2 separate regions of the Zea mays genome follow, and region 2 is linked to region 1. A link is a contact called in public Hi-C data. All regions are on one chromosome and are shown on one strand. The core of a region is the stretch at or near the end of the contact, and the rest is flanking DNA. Distances in the headings are between cores, read along the strand shown. Region 1 has its middle 70 kb from the start of LOC541683. Region 2 holds the start of LOC541683 (terminal ear1).

Evidence for each region. Hi-C and Micro-C count contacts between places; a contact is called where the count stands out from the background.
Region 2: a contact with region 1 is called in a Hi-C map of tassel, with 2.2 times the contacts expected there. The contact joins the promoter of LOC541683 here to the enhancer-like site in region 1. A contact is called at or near these places in 7 of 25 Hi-C or Micro-C datasets (ear, endosperm, leaf and 2 more) and 1 of 3 datasets of contacts at active chromatin or transcription factors (leaf).

The regions. Positions count from the first base shown.
Region 1 is chr3:169,798,371-169,805,508 of Zm-B73-REFERENCE-NAM-5.0, forward strand. No RefSeq gene overlaps it. Among protein-coding and RNA genes, the nearest start is that of LOC541683, 70 kb to the right of the region's middle. Within about 2 kb of position 1,956, at least 14 of the 20 cell types and tissues checked have an H3K27ac peak or open chromatin away from gene starts, as enhancers often do. A contact at or near this core is called in ear, leaf, seedling and 1 more, where this site is marked.
Region 2 is chr3:169,870,497-169,877,336 of Zm-B73-REFERENCE-NAM-5.0, forward strand. LOC541683 (terminal ear1) reads right to left here and starts at 1,377. Exons shown (of 6, transcript NM_001111433.1): 1 at 659-1,377; 2 at 387-555; 3 at 1-301. The coding sequence starts at 1,358.

The DNA of each region.
Region 1 (7,138 bases), core at 706-3,205:
TGAGCGCATAGCTAGGGAGCATCTCAGGGGTACTCGAAGTTGATCACGGTCGTTGGGGCTTGAGGGGAGTACCGAGGAGACCAAGAATCCTTCATCGGAGTAAGGCGAGCTCGACCGACCGCGTCGTGCCGTGGACCAGCGGCCTCACCACTTCAGTGTCGGTAAGAATTCCCGCATCGCGAGCATCTCGTTCCCACCACCATTATTGTCGAGTTTTGGCTCGGGTTGGGGCGTAGGGCACTCAAGATTTCTCACCGGAGTTGGGTTGTGCAGCGGCGCAATTACTTGTCGTGGTCGGGTGTGGGTACGCTATTCGGTGTCGTGTGTGGTCATGAATGAAGTTGGACATGTGAGGGCAGGGCATAGAGCCGATAGTCCCTCTAGTGCAACTTTGATGCCCAGGTCGGTTGCCGCCGGCGTGATCGCCGCTAGGGGGCCATTGGGCGTCGCCGCTTTGGGTGACCAAGCGAGGAAGACGTACAGTTATCGTCCGATATTGATTAAATGGCTCGGATTAGAAGAGGGTACCGGTTCAGTCCGGGGCTATTTCGGTCATTGATCGACGAGTGTACGTGTAAGATTAAATTCCGGTATTACGAATCATGGATGTCGATCTGTGATCGTAGGGCCTATATTGCGTACCGATTCGGGAGAGGGCAAGTTTAATCCTGACCTCTGGCTGATGATCCGACGGCTAGAAATTTCCCATACCGCTTTGTCTAGTACAATTTACTAAAGAGTCTCTGCCTATTTTAGAAATCAACCCGCAGTCCACCTAAAGCCTAAGAAGCTTGCCAGCGGGCCCAAGTTTTTGTAAGACTAACCCTGTGCTCTTAGACAATCGTACCTGTGGTCTAGGAATTAATAAATAATCATATAATTTGTTCTAAAATTGATTTGCGAGTACAAACACAACTTTAAAACTTAGTTAATTCATAACTTGGGTGTTTTAACTCTGTTTGCTTCCGTTCCAATTGCGTTAGCTTTATAAGAATATTGGCTACACAGTAACAACATAATTTATACCTTATCACATATCTTTATATTTAGATATTGTATGACCTATATCTATTAGATTTATTGCGCTTGAAAATAGTGTTTTAATCTATAACTCTGTCATTGTAACTTCGATTTTAGTCGTTCTCGAACCTACGATCTCGTAGAAACACGTAGAACATTATTACGCAGTTGTTCTCATGTTTTATGTGATCTTAATTTCTCCTATGCACATTGCTTGTTTATATTGTTGCGAGTAGACGGGCAAGTGACCGAGGAGCCCGAAGCATAGCAGGTGAAAAATACTGAGTAGGAGCTCGTTGAAGGCAAGTTGTGCCCTTGATTACTCTTCTTTACCCAATAATGTTTCTGTAAAACATAACACCGTATCAATAGGCCGACTCAGACTCATTTCGACTCAGCTTGTTGTTTGAGCGAGCCACAAAAATAGGCTCGGCTCGGGCTCGATCAGGCTCCGATCCTATCAAGCTCGATTCAGCACGCGAGCCCTGACTTTTTTCCAGCCCTATTCGCAGTGCAGTTGAAAACTAATCGACTTTATTTGCAGCCGGTAAATATGGCACACCACCACACTAAAGATGTTTTTCGTTTGAGGTCAAAGTAGGATGAGGCGGAGATGACACCGTGCTCTCGATTTTTAGATCACACCGCCAAAAAAATTACTCTGACGCTTACACGTAAGTGACGTAACTATTATCAAACATTATAAAAACAGTGGGCACATTCTTCTATCACTCTTTATAAATATAAACTAAAACGGTCAATCAAACAAGGACCCACTGACCCGGTGCCCTGATCAGAGGTAGTGGGTGCATGGGGCCACTTCTCAGTTCTGACAGGTGTGCGTCCAGTGAGGCAGCCCTCTTTCTAGGTGGCCATCACCGAGGGGCTTCCTGCAGGTCGTACGGAGGCAGTCAACGGCGCGGACCGCCATGTCATTGGTGGCTGCTGTCCTACGTGGCTCGCACTGCTGTTGCCACCTCTTCTCTCCTCCCGCCATGCTCTGATGCTCCTGCCTTCTCTCTCCCACCTCCGCTTCGTAATTCGTGTTCGCAATCACCTCTCTCCTCTTTTATTGACCTCTGGAGTATTTTTAATTATTTCCTGCATGCCGCTCACAGTCGCCTCGTCCCGCACACGCATCACCCTTTTGCATGGCCGGAGCTCCCTTCTAACCGGGTAATAGCCTGCACCCTCGCTCTCCTCCATGCCAGCCAAGCTCGATCCTCTCTCTCTACAAGCACAGACACTGCCTCTCCACCGTTGGAACACACGTCGGGAGACGGGAGGTAGACGACAGTGCAGCAGTGCGGCCGTCCTGATGCGCGGGCCCTCCTTCACGCGGCTCCCGCCTGTCAGAGTCCACGTGCTGCGTGATCGCATGCATGCATGCGCGTTTGCTTTGCTTCTACTTGTAGTATCAGCACAGCTGGGCGATCGAGACGAGCTAGAGGGGAGAACTACGAGAAACAAGTTGGGAGACACGGATGGGATCTTCTGGTGGCTGCTTGTGGTCGGAGACTCTACCGTTGACACTGCGTTTGACCGTCGTGTCCCGGCGAAGCCTTGCCTCGCTCGTTCCGTCCGCTACCTCCTGTTCATCCTTTCTATCGATTCTCCATAGGTGTTCGTCATTTCTTGCAGCAGCTGGTAGCTGCACCTCTCTTGATTGGATCCTCCTTTCTCTCGATCACCCTTTCTCTTGTCTATGCACATTGGAAAGGTTATGCGCATTGTACTTTGCATTGCATCACCTGCCTCCCCCAATAATTATAATCTCTTCATCTCAAAATAAATACACATTTCACATGCTTGAAAAAGCTAACACATATAATTATATAAATAATTCTTGTAGTAACTCAATTTAAAAAAATTATAAACAATAATATTGTTTCTTATAAATTTAGTTAAATTTAAGATTGATTGATCTCTCAAAGTACGAGATGTACATTTAATTTTAGACAGAGGGAGCATGCTATTTTTTACTTAAAACTATAGAAAACATATTATTAATACTTGTATTATATTTATTATGAAAATATATTCTATCGAGTTATTTAACGATACATGTTACATAAAAGCATAACAGTATATTTTCTATATACTTCTGGCTTCCCATATTATTTGTGATTTTAGCTTTGACATGAGAACTCGGAACGATGAGTAAAAAAGTTCTAGAGCACAAGAAACTAAATCGAAAGAGATATTAGGAAAAACTATATTATGAGACGTGTTTCACATTCAGATTTCTAGAAAAAATGTTTCTCTCATGATTAAGAATCGTTTGGCTAGTTCGCTGGATTCTTGAAACTACGACAACTAGAATTACGAGAGGCCATATGAAATCTCTAAGTATGGTTTTGGTAATAGAAATAACTAGTAGACCAATTTTTGCTCTAGTGTTATGAATGAGATAGTTTAATATAAGGTTGAGCAAGATTGACAACCATGAAAATGATAATGATATCCACAAAGCATGATCAAGTGCTCAACAGGGAAATAGGATGGGTATAATCAAAATGCAAGGGTTCAAGTTAGGGCCTTTTTATTTTACCTATCAAGATGTAACAGAATGCTTATCAGATTCAGGTTAGATGGTCGCACTATTAAAATGAGGATCTAATTAGACAACTCGGTCACTAGTGCCACTACGGGTTGAAATCATATACATTGCATATGGGCCTGAGCGACACATGATAACAAATAGAAATGTTTAATGAAAATACTTTGAAAAGCTAATTATGCTCTAGTACGTATGGTAAAATATTTGAGGCTTAGCCCGCTTGAGAATAGTTGAAAAAAAATGCTCTCGGTGCAGTTTTTTAGATGGCACCTGATATGTCTAGTCAGAGCATTATACATGGCACCGGATGCCAAGTCGACTTGTACATGCACAATTTTAAGTCGACCACTATGGTGTCTGATGTCCATCAAATATGATGCACTGGACATGTACAATGAGGTACGAGTTGGTCCACCGGATATGACACTTAAAGATCATGTCAAACATACTTTTTAGCTTTATAATACATTGACCGTATTTGTTGTGGCAGCAGATACCACACTAGACATGACACTCATAGAGCATGTTAAACACCATTTTTAGTTGTATAATGCATCATACATGTCTATTGTGGCACTAGATACCAAGCCAGATATGACACTTAAAAATAATGTAAATTGCACATTGTCCTACACTCACTGAACATGTCAGGTGGTATGTCCTATATGTGCAACGGACATCTCATAATGTAATCAACTAGTTTATAATCGTTGCAAATGTGTTTGATGCAAGGACAACCGATGCACCAAACATGTCTAGTGCCTCCGAATTCAGCCTAACAAGAGGCAACAATTATATTTCTTTGGGTGATTATAAATAGATCCTTTAGTCAATCTTGGCTAGCACCTCTATATGAATGCCTCTTGAGATTAGAGAAACACACTCTACTCACTTGCAATTTGTTGTTCATCATTTGAGTGAGATTTGAGGAATCCTAGTTTATTGCTTGTAGTTCTTACATATTGTGACACTAGTTGAGAAGATTGAGCTAGTTACGCTTTTATTACTCTTGGTGATTGTTGTCATTACCTAAAAATTTTGAGATTACCGGATCATTAAGCATCTATTGGAGTTTGTGGCTGGCTCCGATTATTATGAGATGCTCTTGTACTCACTACCAGAATTCGGCTCTTTACCGAGTGCCAAATATTTTGCCGAGTGTTTTTTCGGACACTCGACAAAGAAGCTTTTTGCCGAGTGCTAAGCAAAAAACTCTCGGTAAAAGAAAACGTAATATAGAAGCTCTTGGTTTGTTATAGTACATGAGGAATGAAAACGTAATATAGACATAATTGATGTAGTAGTGTAGTGATAGAGAAGGGTATGCACGAGAGAGGTTGCGAGTTCGAATCTCACCATTCATAAAACATGTAAATTTGATATAAAATAATAGTGAAAATGATAGGGCGATGGGTATGGTAATGACTAATGAGTAGTGGCTGGAGAGCTGTTCCCATAATGAAAAAAGTTGTTTGCCATTTTTTGAGGTTTTTTTATGATTCATAATTTGCCGAGTTCTTTCGACACTCGGCAAAGCCTTTGCCGAGTGTCCGAAAAAAGTACTCGACAAATAATCCTTTACCGATAAAATGTTTGCCAAGTGTAACACCCGGTAAAGGCTTTGCCGAGTGTAAAATAGACTTTACCGAGTTTCTTAGACACTCGGCAAATAACGCGAGTCCGGTAGTGACTCATTCCCCATAGAATGTTTATAAAGAACAACTCTTTTAAAACCATGTCTAGTTGGAGTGTCTCTCAATAGTGATTCTTACAACATCCTTGTTGTGGGAATGGTGTGTGGTGCCAATTAGATTTTTAGAGTTGTCTTAAGCTAGCTTTAAACTTTTAGCTGATTTTCTAAAAAAACTCGCCAAGACTTATGACATAAAATTAGTGTCATTATATACACAACAGAATATATTTTTATGTTATGCTTATTTTATGTCATAAATATAGTCCCTCTTTTCTATTTTTTTTAAATAAGATAGTTTAACTTGTGTGGGTTGTAGAAATTGATTTATTTAGCAGCGGTGAGAGTACTATATAATTACTGGAATTGGTCTCAACTGACTTTTCTGTCTCTCACGGCGTTTGGTAGTGATTCTAGAATATGCTTCTCACAACCAAACGCAAAACTGCAGATGGCTTAAAACTACTTCTATCACGAGATAGAGAGTATATTTATAGTTAAACTTAAAATGATATTTTTTTGAAAGTTTATTTATGTACTCCTGCTGCGTAGTTATTTTAGAGCGTATGGAGTAGGTAGCTAGGCTTCTCCATGACTCCATGCATGTGTGACGTAGCTTGCGTCCGGACTCCGGAGCCAGAGTGCATCTGTACAAATGTGGTGATACGACGCTACTTGAATGATAGCAGAAACACAGAAGGGCAGTAAGATATGACGGCTAGTAGTATCATAGGGTATAGGTACGGTACGAGCTTTTGGAGCTGTACAAACAAATGAATGCTCCCTTGTTTAGGTGTAGTATATCTTGTTTTAAAATAATATTTTTTGTTTAAGTATATTAATATTTTATATAAAATAGATATTATTAAATTAGTTAGGAGTTATAATTTGTATCAAAACTATTTTAAGATAAAAATGTTGATCTCATTTCTTTGACAAAACTAGTTGACTTGAATTTGATTTACCATTTTAAAGTGTTGCTATGTTTAGCGAAGATTGTTTCCTATATATTTAGCGAAATGTCCTTTGAGAGTCGAGACTATCACCAGAAAATAGATTAGTTTGATGTAAGCATGTTGATGAGGATATGGACGTCAACTATGAGGTCTAGGTTCAATTGTCTTAAGCCAAAGTGCAGTTGAATTCCAATTTATCTGCGAGTCTGGTTCAGACTGCAGAAGTGATCCTCACTAAAACGGATGCACATGTCACATACAGACTCTATTTTAAACGTTTTAGATATTGTTGGAAAGTTAAAGAGATAACCTTTCCATCTCAATTGGTCTCACATCAAAATACGTCAGAACTGATGGAAACCATAGTAACAAAATGATGTCCATAATCTTCCCGAAATCAGTGATGCTTGTTTTTGGGCCTCAAGGTTTTGTACACCCTAGGGTTGCTTGACTACCCCTTGGCCACCACTTGGGTCGTGGATGACTTTAATTCAAGAGGAGGGGAGGATGATGAGGATATCACCCATACAAATTGTCTGTGTTCCGTACCTCGCTCCAACAATTAAATTTATTGTGTGTGTTCCGGGCTCTAGAGGGTGTGTGCGGAGGGCGCAAGATTTATATTGGTTCGGGCAAAATGTCCCTACATACAGTCATCGGTGGCTTTCGCTACCGACACCATTGATGGTCAAACTAGTAGTATGGGTTAAAAGCAGTCGAGAGAGGGAGGAGAGGCTCCCAGATCTCTTGATGGGGTGGAAGTGGAGCTTAGAAGCTGAAAGGTTGAGTCCTAGCTAAGTATTAGCTTGGTGGAGCTCTGGCCTTCTAGTCCTCGTCGGCGCTCCTCCTCCTGTTCGTCCTTGTGGGCTCATCAATGTCTTAAGGCGTTAAGTCGTCTTCAAGTCGATCTCT
Region 2 (6,840 bases), core at 127-2,626, 72 kb after region 1:
CCCGGACGCTGTCGGGGTCGACGAGGATGCCGCCGCCGCCGCCACCACGATCTTGCCGCCCTTGGTCTTGCGCTCATGGCTCGTTCCGGCATTGCCTCCCTTGGACGACTGGTCGCTGCCCGCGCTAGACTTACAGGAGCTCCTCCTCAGAAGCACCACTCCTTCCCTCGCCCTTACGGAACCGGACGACGACGAGGATGCCGGCGGCTGAGACGACGTCGGTTGGGACGGTCGCCACGTCGCTTGAAGCCTCGGCGGAGTCGGCGCGGTGGGCCGGTGCTGGTGGGGTGCGTACCCGCGCCTAGGACCGACAGGCACACGGCAAAAATTCAGCCGCCCACAGGGTGATGGGAAGGCTAGCTGACTGAAATTGCGTTGTTGTTTACCTGCGGGGCCCGGGGCCGGAAGGGCGCGTGAACTCGACGACGAGGCGGCGGCCGAAAAGCTCCTGGCCGTTGAGCTCGGCGAGCGCGCGCGCGGCGTCGCGCGTGTCGAAGAAGTCCACGAACTTGTGGCTGGGCCGCTGCGCCGACTCCCTCACATCCTTCAAGTCCCCTGCGAACACGAGGACGGGCCAATACAATTGCTGCGGGAAACACAAGAAACGAGCGTGGGAAAACGAAATGCCTGGTTGGTCGGCTCGGTCGGTGGCGCGTACCGAAGGCCTGGAAGACTTGGCGGAGGTCAGCGACCGAGACGCCGGGCAGGGGGCTCAGGACCACCAGGGAGCCGCGGTTGTCGCCGTCGTCGGCGCCGGTGGCGAAGTGGGCCCACACGGCGTGCCCGAGGACGAGGCCGCGGCCGTCGTCGTTGGGGTGGGGCCAGTCCCAGGCCTGGGGCGTCGGTGCAGGAGCCCACGCCGGGGCTACGGCGGCCGCCGCGTAGAGCTGCCCGAGGCGGCTCTGCTGGCGCATGTGCTGCTCGCGGACACAGGTCAAGGCGAGCTCGGCGGCGCGGATGTCGAAGAAATGGACGGTGGCCACGCCCTCGGACGCCACCGCGCACGCGTCGACCGAGCGGATCGCGCCGAATGGCGCCATCGCCTGCGCCACGTCGGCCTCCTGCGCGTGCGGCGGGACAAGGCCCAGCACCACGACGCGGCTCGACGGGCCATTGACCACCGGCGTCGTCGTTGGCAAGGTGTACCCCGGCTGCGGCGCCATGGCCATCGCCATCGGAGGCACTGGCTGTAACATGGCTATTTGCGGCGGCGGAGGCACCGGCATGGCTGGATATGGGTGGGGGCAGTATAGCTGTTGCGGAAGCGGCTGTAGAGGATAGGGGGCACAGACCGTAGGGTGGAACTCCTGAGCTGCGGCATCGAGAAGGTTACCCGTGGCTTCCGGGAACCCACCCATTCCACTCCCTCCCCCACCCTCCATGGCTAGAGCTCAGAACAAAAGAAACCGAGGAGTCCAAGGAAGACTGCCGTCTAAAGATCTAGAACTTTCTGGTGATTCTTGATCATGCCTTCGATCAAGAACCAGGCGAGAATTGTACTTGGGACCCCGTCTCAGTCTCACTCTCCCGTTCTCTCTCCTGCTTAGCCGTATACTCGGTGTGTGTGTGTGGAGTGAGAGCGGTGGTAGTACCGCACCACTGCTGCCAGAAACGAGAGAGAGGGGCCGGAGAGAGGAGAGAGATTGGGAGCTCTTTTTATGGTAATTGCCGCGGGAAAAGAAAACCGGTGGGGTTTTATTTGGAGCTCTACAGGGACAAAGGGGGAGAGAGACGCGAGGAGGGAGGGGGCGGTGGAGAAGAGTCGAGGAGGTGAAGGGCGGGCGGTACGGAGGGAAGAGGAGGAAGAGGAGAGACGAGAGTGGCCGTGTGCTGGATTGTTTTAGCTCGGATCCTCTGCAACGACAGCACTTGTTGCTCTTGCACGAGTCATGCCCCGTGCGTACATGACAGGCCCCACGTCTGCTTCTTTGCTGGGGAGATTTTTCCGGTAGATTTTGCGTGTTTGTTTTCGGAGTTAGATCTAGCTTTTCGAGATGCCGCCGGCTACAAATAAAGACCATATTCTTCAAATTACTGGGCGTTCGGTTACCGGACTAAAATATTCGAATATCAATTATAAAGATTAATGTTCTGTTTAGGAGTGCTTTATTTTAAGAATTACAACTTTAGATTTCTATCTTCACCATAAATCAATTTCAATACATTGGTAAGACAGGGTTCTGGTGAGCATCAAATAAAGGGTCGGACGGTTTGCGCGCGCAGAACCAGTTAGAATTCTGAGTTTCTTGCTATAGTTGTTGGCTAGATTCACAGAATTAGCTCGAAAAATATGTTTGTAACGGGTCCAGCCCCCCTCCTCTATAAATACAGAGGAATACGACCGATTAAACACCATCAATCGAATCAATACCAGTTTATCTCGTATTTATTTCTTGTATATTTAGGAGTAGTTCTAGTTTAGCCTTCCAATCCCCAAATTCTCCGCTTCTCTTCGACTCTATATCGATAGGAGTCTAGGTCGGCCTGCCAAGCCTAGACAACACCTAGGATCTCTCCTCCCCGACGGGGTCCCTCCCGGGAGCGAGATCCAGGCGCCACCGACGACCTTCGCTGCCCCTGCACACGTGCGGACCGTCCGGCCTATAGGCGCGGATCGTCCGACCGTCAAGCAGGAAACCCTAAGCCCTGCGCCAGGTCGCAGACCGTCCGGCCCCTGGCCGCGGACCGTCCGCGCCTGTGCAGTGAGCACCGCCGCCGGTTCTCACGCAGTGATTGGCACTCAGAAAAAGCGCCAACACACTTTTTGGTGACCCCGCTGGGGACGACACATATAGACCCATCAAATCGGCCCTCAATGGCCGATTCAAGGGATAGTTCTGAAGTCTCCCCCAGCAATATCATAGAGTCGACTTGGGAAACCTTGCCGGCTGACGAACAGCTCCAGTTCGAGGAGCACAAGGAGCAGCTGATCCAAGAGGCAAAGGCAAAGTTCCTGGCCAACTTCAAGGTGGACAGGAATAACAAGGTCGTTCGACAACTGGCGACGGATCTGACTTCACTTCGACCTACCACGACTACCCCGAGGTAAGCAACACAAACGAGCTATAATCTCTTAAAAATTATGTAGATGAACAGCGAGAACAAATGCAAAATATCATAGGGGGTATGCAAAATGATTATAGGAGGCTAGTACGTGCGTTTGATAAATCTACTGTTGCAAATTTTCCTTCGCGCGAGGATGAATTTGGGGAAAACACGTGTAATTCATCGGCTACAGGTTGTCACGACCAGTTATAACCCCTTTATGGGATGTCGATAGACACATGCCCTGGGCAACCGCAACCTCCTCCACACATCGGTGATAAATTCGTCGATCTACGCATGTCCGGACCATCCGCACATGAGCACGGACCGTCCGGGCCAACGGCGACCGGTCCCATTTTTAATGAATTACCAAGACATGCATGAAAGGGAAATAGGGTAAAACCTTTTCCTAAATGATTTTGGTGGTTGAATTGCCCAACACAAATAATTGGACTAACTAGTTTGCTCTAGATTATAAGTTCTACAGGTGCCAAAGGTTCAAACACAAACTAATAAAAAGTCCAAGATAGGGTTCAAAAAGAAAGGAGCAAAAGAAACCGAAGGTTGCCCTGGTCTGGCGCACCGGACTATCCGGTGCACCACCGGACAGTGTCCGGTGCACCAGGGAGATCAACTCTGAACTGCTCAGCTTCAGGTTTTTGGAGAGCCACTCTGCTATAATTCACTGGACTGTCCGGTGTAGCACCGGACTCTCTAGTGTGCCATGCGGAGCAACGGCTACTGCGCCAACGGTCGTCTGCAAAAGTGAACAGTGAACGTGGACAATGCGCGGACAGCGCGCGCAGAGTCAGAGCAGCGCCAGAAGGCGCACCGGACAGTGAACAGTGACTGTCTGGTGCACCACCGGACTGTCTGGTGGTCCCAGCTGTCAGAGCTCCAACGGTCGAAACCGTCAGAACCCTAACGGTTGGGTGACGTGGCTGGCGCACCAGACAGTGTCCGGTGGCGCACCGGACTGTCCGGTGCGCCCATCGACAGACAGCCTCCCCAACGGCCATTTTGGTGGTTGGGGCTATAAATACCCCCAACCACCACCACTTCAAGGCATCCAAGTTTTCAGCCATTGCATTCAATACAAGAGCTCTAGACTTCACTCCAAGACACAAACAAGAGATCAAATCCTCTCCCAAGTCCACAATCACTCCAAACATTTAGTAACTAGTGAGAGAGAGATATTTGTGTTCATTTGAGTTCTTGTCGCTTGGATCGCTTTTCTTCTTCCTCCATTCTTGTTCTCAAGCAACTTGTAATAAACTCAAGAGACACCAAGTTGTGGTGGTCCTTGTAAGGGGTCTAAGTGACCCGTTGATTAAGGAGAAAAGCTCACTCGGTCTAGGTGACCGTTTGAGAGAGGGAAAGGGTTGAAAGAGACCCGGTCTTTGTGACCACCTCAACGGGGAGTAGGTTTGCAAGAACCGAACCTCGGTAAAACAAATCACCGTGTCATCCGCTCTATTTGCTTGTGATTGTTTTCGCCTCTCTTTCGGATTCGACTTTATTTCTGTCGGGGACCATAATTAGGGGTACCCTCAAGACGCCTAATTCTCAGCTGGTAACCCCCATCAGCATAAAGCTGCAGAGGCCTGATGGGTGCGATTAAGTCAGGGATCAGTCCATACGAGTGACTCGATCACGCTTCACCCGAGCCTAGCCTCGGACTCGGGCAGCCGACCTCGAGGGACTTCCGTCTCACCCGAGGCCCCCCTTTTAACGGCGGACACATCTCCGGCTCGCCCGAGGCCTTGGCTTCGCTAAGAAGCAACCCTGACTAAATCGCCGCACCGACTGACCCAGTTGCAGGGGCATTTAACGCAAAGGTGGCCTGACACCTCTATCCTGACGCGCGCCCCCCGGCAGAGCCGAAGTGACCACCGTCACTCCGCTGCTCCACTGACCGGTCTGACAGAAGGACAGCGTCGCCTGCGCCACTCCGACTGCAGTGCCACTCGATAGAGTGAGTCTGACAGGCAGCCAGGCCTCGCCAGGGGTGCCAAAGAGAACTCCGCTCCGCCCGACCCCAGGGCTCGGACTCGGGCTAAGACCCGGAAGACGGCGAACTCCGCTCCGCCCGACCCCAGGGCTCGGACTCGGGCTAAGACCCGGAAGACGACGAACTCCGCTCCACCCGACCCCAGGGCTCGGACTCGGGCTAAGACCCGGAAGACGGCGAACTCCGCTCCGCCCGACCCCAGGGCTCGGACTCGGGCTAAGACCCGGAAGACGGCGAACTCCGCTCCGCCCGACCCCAGGGCTCGGACTCGGGCTCGGCCCCGGAAGACGATGAACTCCGCCTCGCCCGACCCCAGGGCTCGGACTCCGCCCTGGCCTCTGCCGAACGACTTCCACCTCGCCCGACCCAGGGGCTCGGACTCGGCCTCGGCAACGGAAGACAGATTCGACCCCAGCTTCGGAGGAGCCCCCACGTCGCCCGGCCTCGGGCGCGGGCCCGCCACGTCAACAGGGAGCGCCATCACCACTCTACCCCGAGCCGACTCGGGCCGCAGAGAACAAGACCGGTGTCCCATCTGACCAGCTCCGCCAGATAGGCAATGATGGCGCCTCCCAAGCTCCATGACGGCGGCGGCTCTCAGCTCTCTTATAGAAGCAGGTGGACGTCAGCAAGGACTCGACCGCTCCGACAGCTGTCCTTCCGCCAAGCTCCGTTGCTCCTCCGACAGCCACGACATCACGCCAGCAGGGTGCGAAGATCTCTCCGGCTGCCACATTGGCATGTACTTAGGGCGCTAGCTCTCCCTCCGCTAGACACGTAGCACTCCGCTACACCCCTCATTGTACACCTGGATCCTCTCCTTACGACTATAAAAGGAAGGACCAGGGCCTTAGAAAAGGTTGGCCGCGCGGGACCGAGGACGGGACAGGCGCTCTCTTGGGGCTGCTCGCTTCCCTCACCCGCGTGGACGCTTGTAACCCCCCTACTGCAAGCGCACCCGACCTGGGCGCGGGACGAACACGAAGGCCGTGGGACTTCCACCTCTCTCACGCCCGTCTCCGGCCACCTCGCCTCTCCCCCCTTCGCGCTCGCCCACGCGCTCGACCCATCTGGGCTGGGGCACGCAGCACACTCACTCGTCGGCTTAGGGACCCCCCGGTCTCGAAACGCCGACAGTTGGCGCGCCAGGTAGGGGCCTGCTGCGTGTTGACGAACAGCTTCCCGTCAAGCTCCAGATGGGCAGTCTCCAGCAACCTCTCCGGCCTGGGACGGTGCTCCGTTTCGGGAGTCTTGAGTTCATGTCCTTCGACGGCAGCTACGACATGATACTCCTTCCACCGCCGTGCGACAACGACAATGGCGGCCGACAACCCGCCCGCCGGCGGCGGAATCGACGACATCTTCCCCGCGTGGTGGAAGAACAACATTCGAGCTCGCTCCGTCCTCTCCCCTGCCAACGGAGGAGGAGGCGGGGCAACCAAGGCCAAGCGGGAGGCCGCGCTTCGTCGGCCGTCGAGCGAATCGACGCCCCCGACGCCCAGACGGAAGGCACGCCGGGCGTCGACCTCGCGTTCGAGACGAAGGCAAGCGCCGTCCCCCCGCGACACGCTGATCCCGAGCAAGAAGACGACGCCAGCGCGCTCGCGGAAAGCTTGCAGGACGTCGCCCTTGTACCTGAGATGACGGCGCAACCAGTCCCCGATGTGACTACGTCGCTCCGCGTCGACCAAAAGGTACTGACTAACTCCCATCTTACGTCATTTCGACTCGGCCTCAACCCGCCTAGCAACCTTGCTTTGACGGGCGCTCTCATTGAGGCGAGT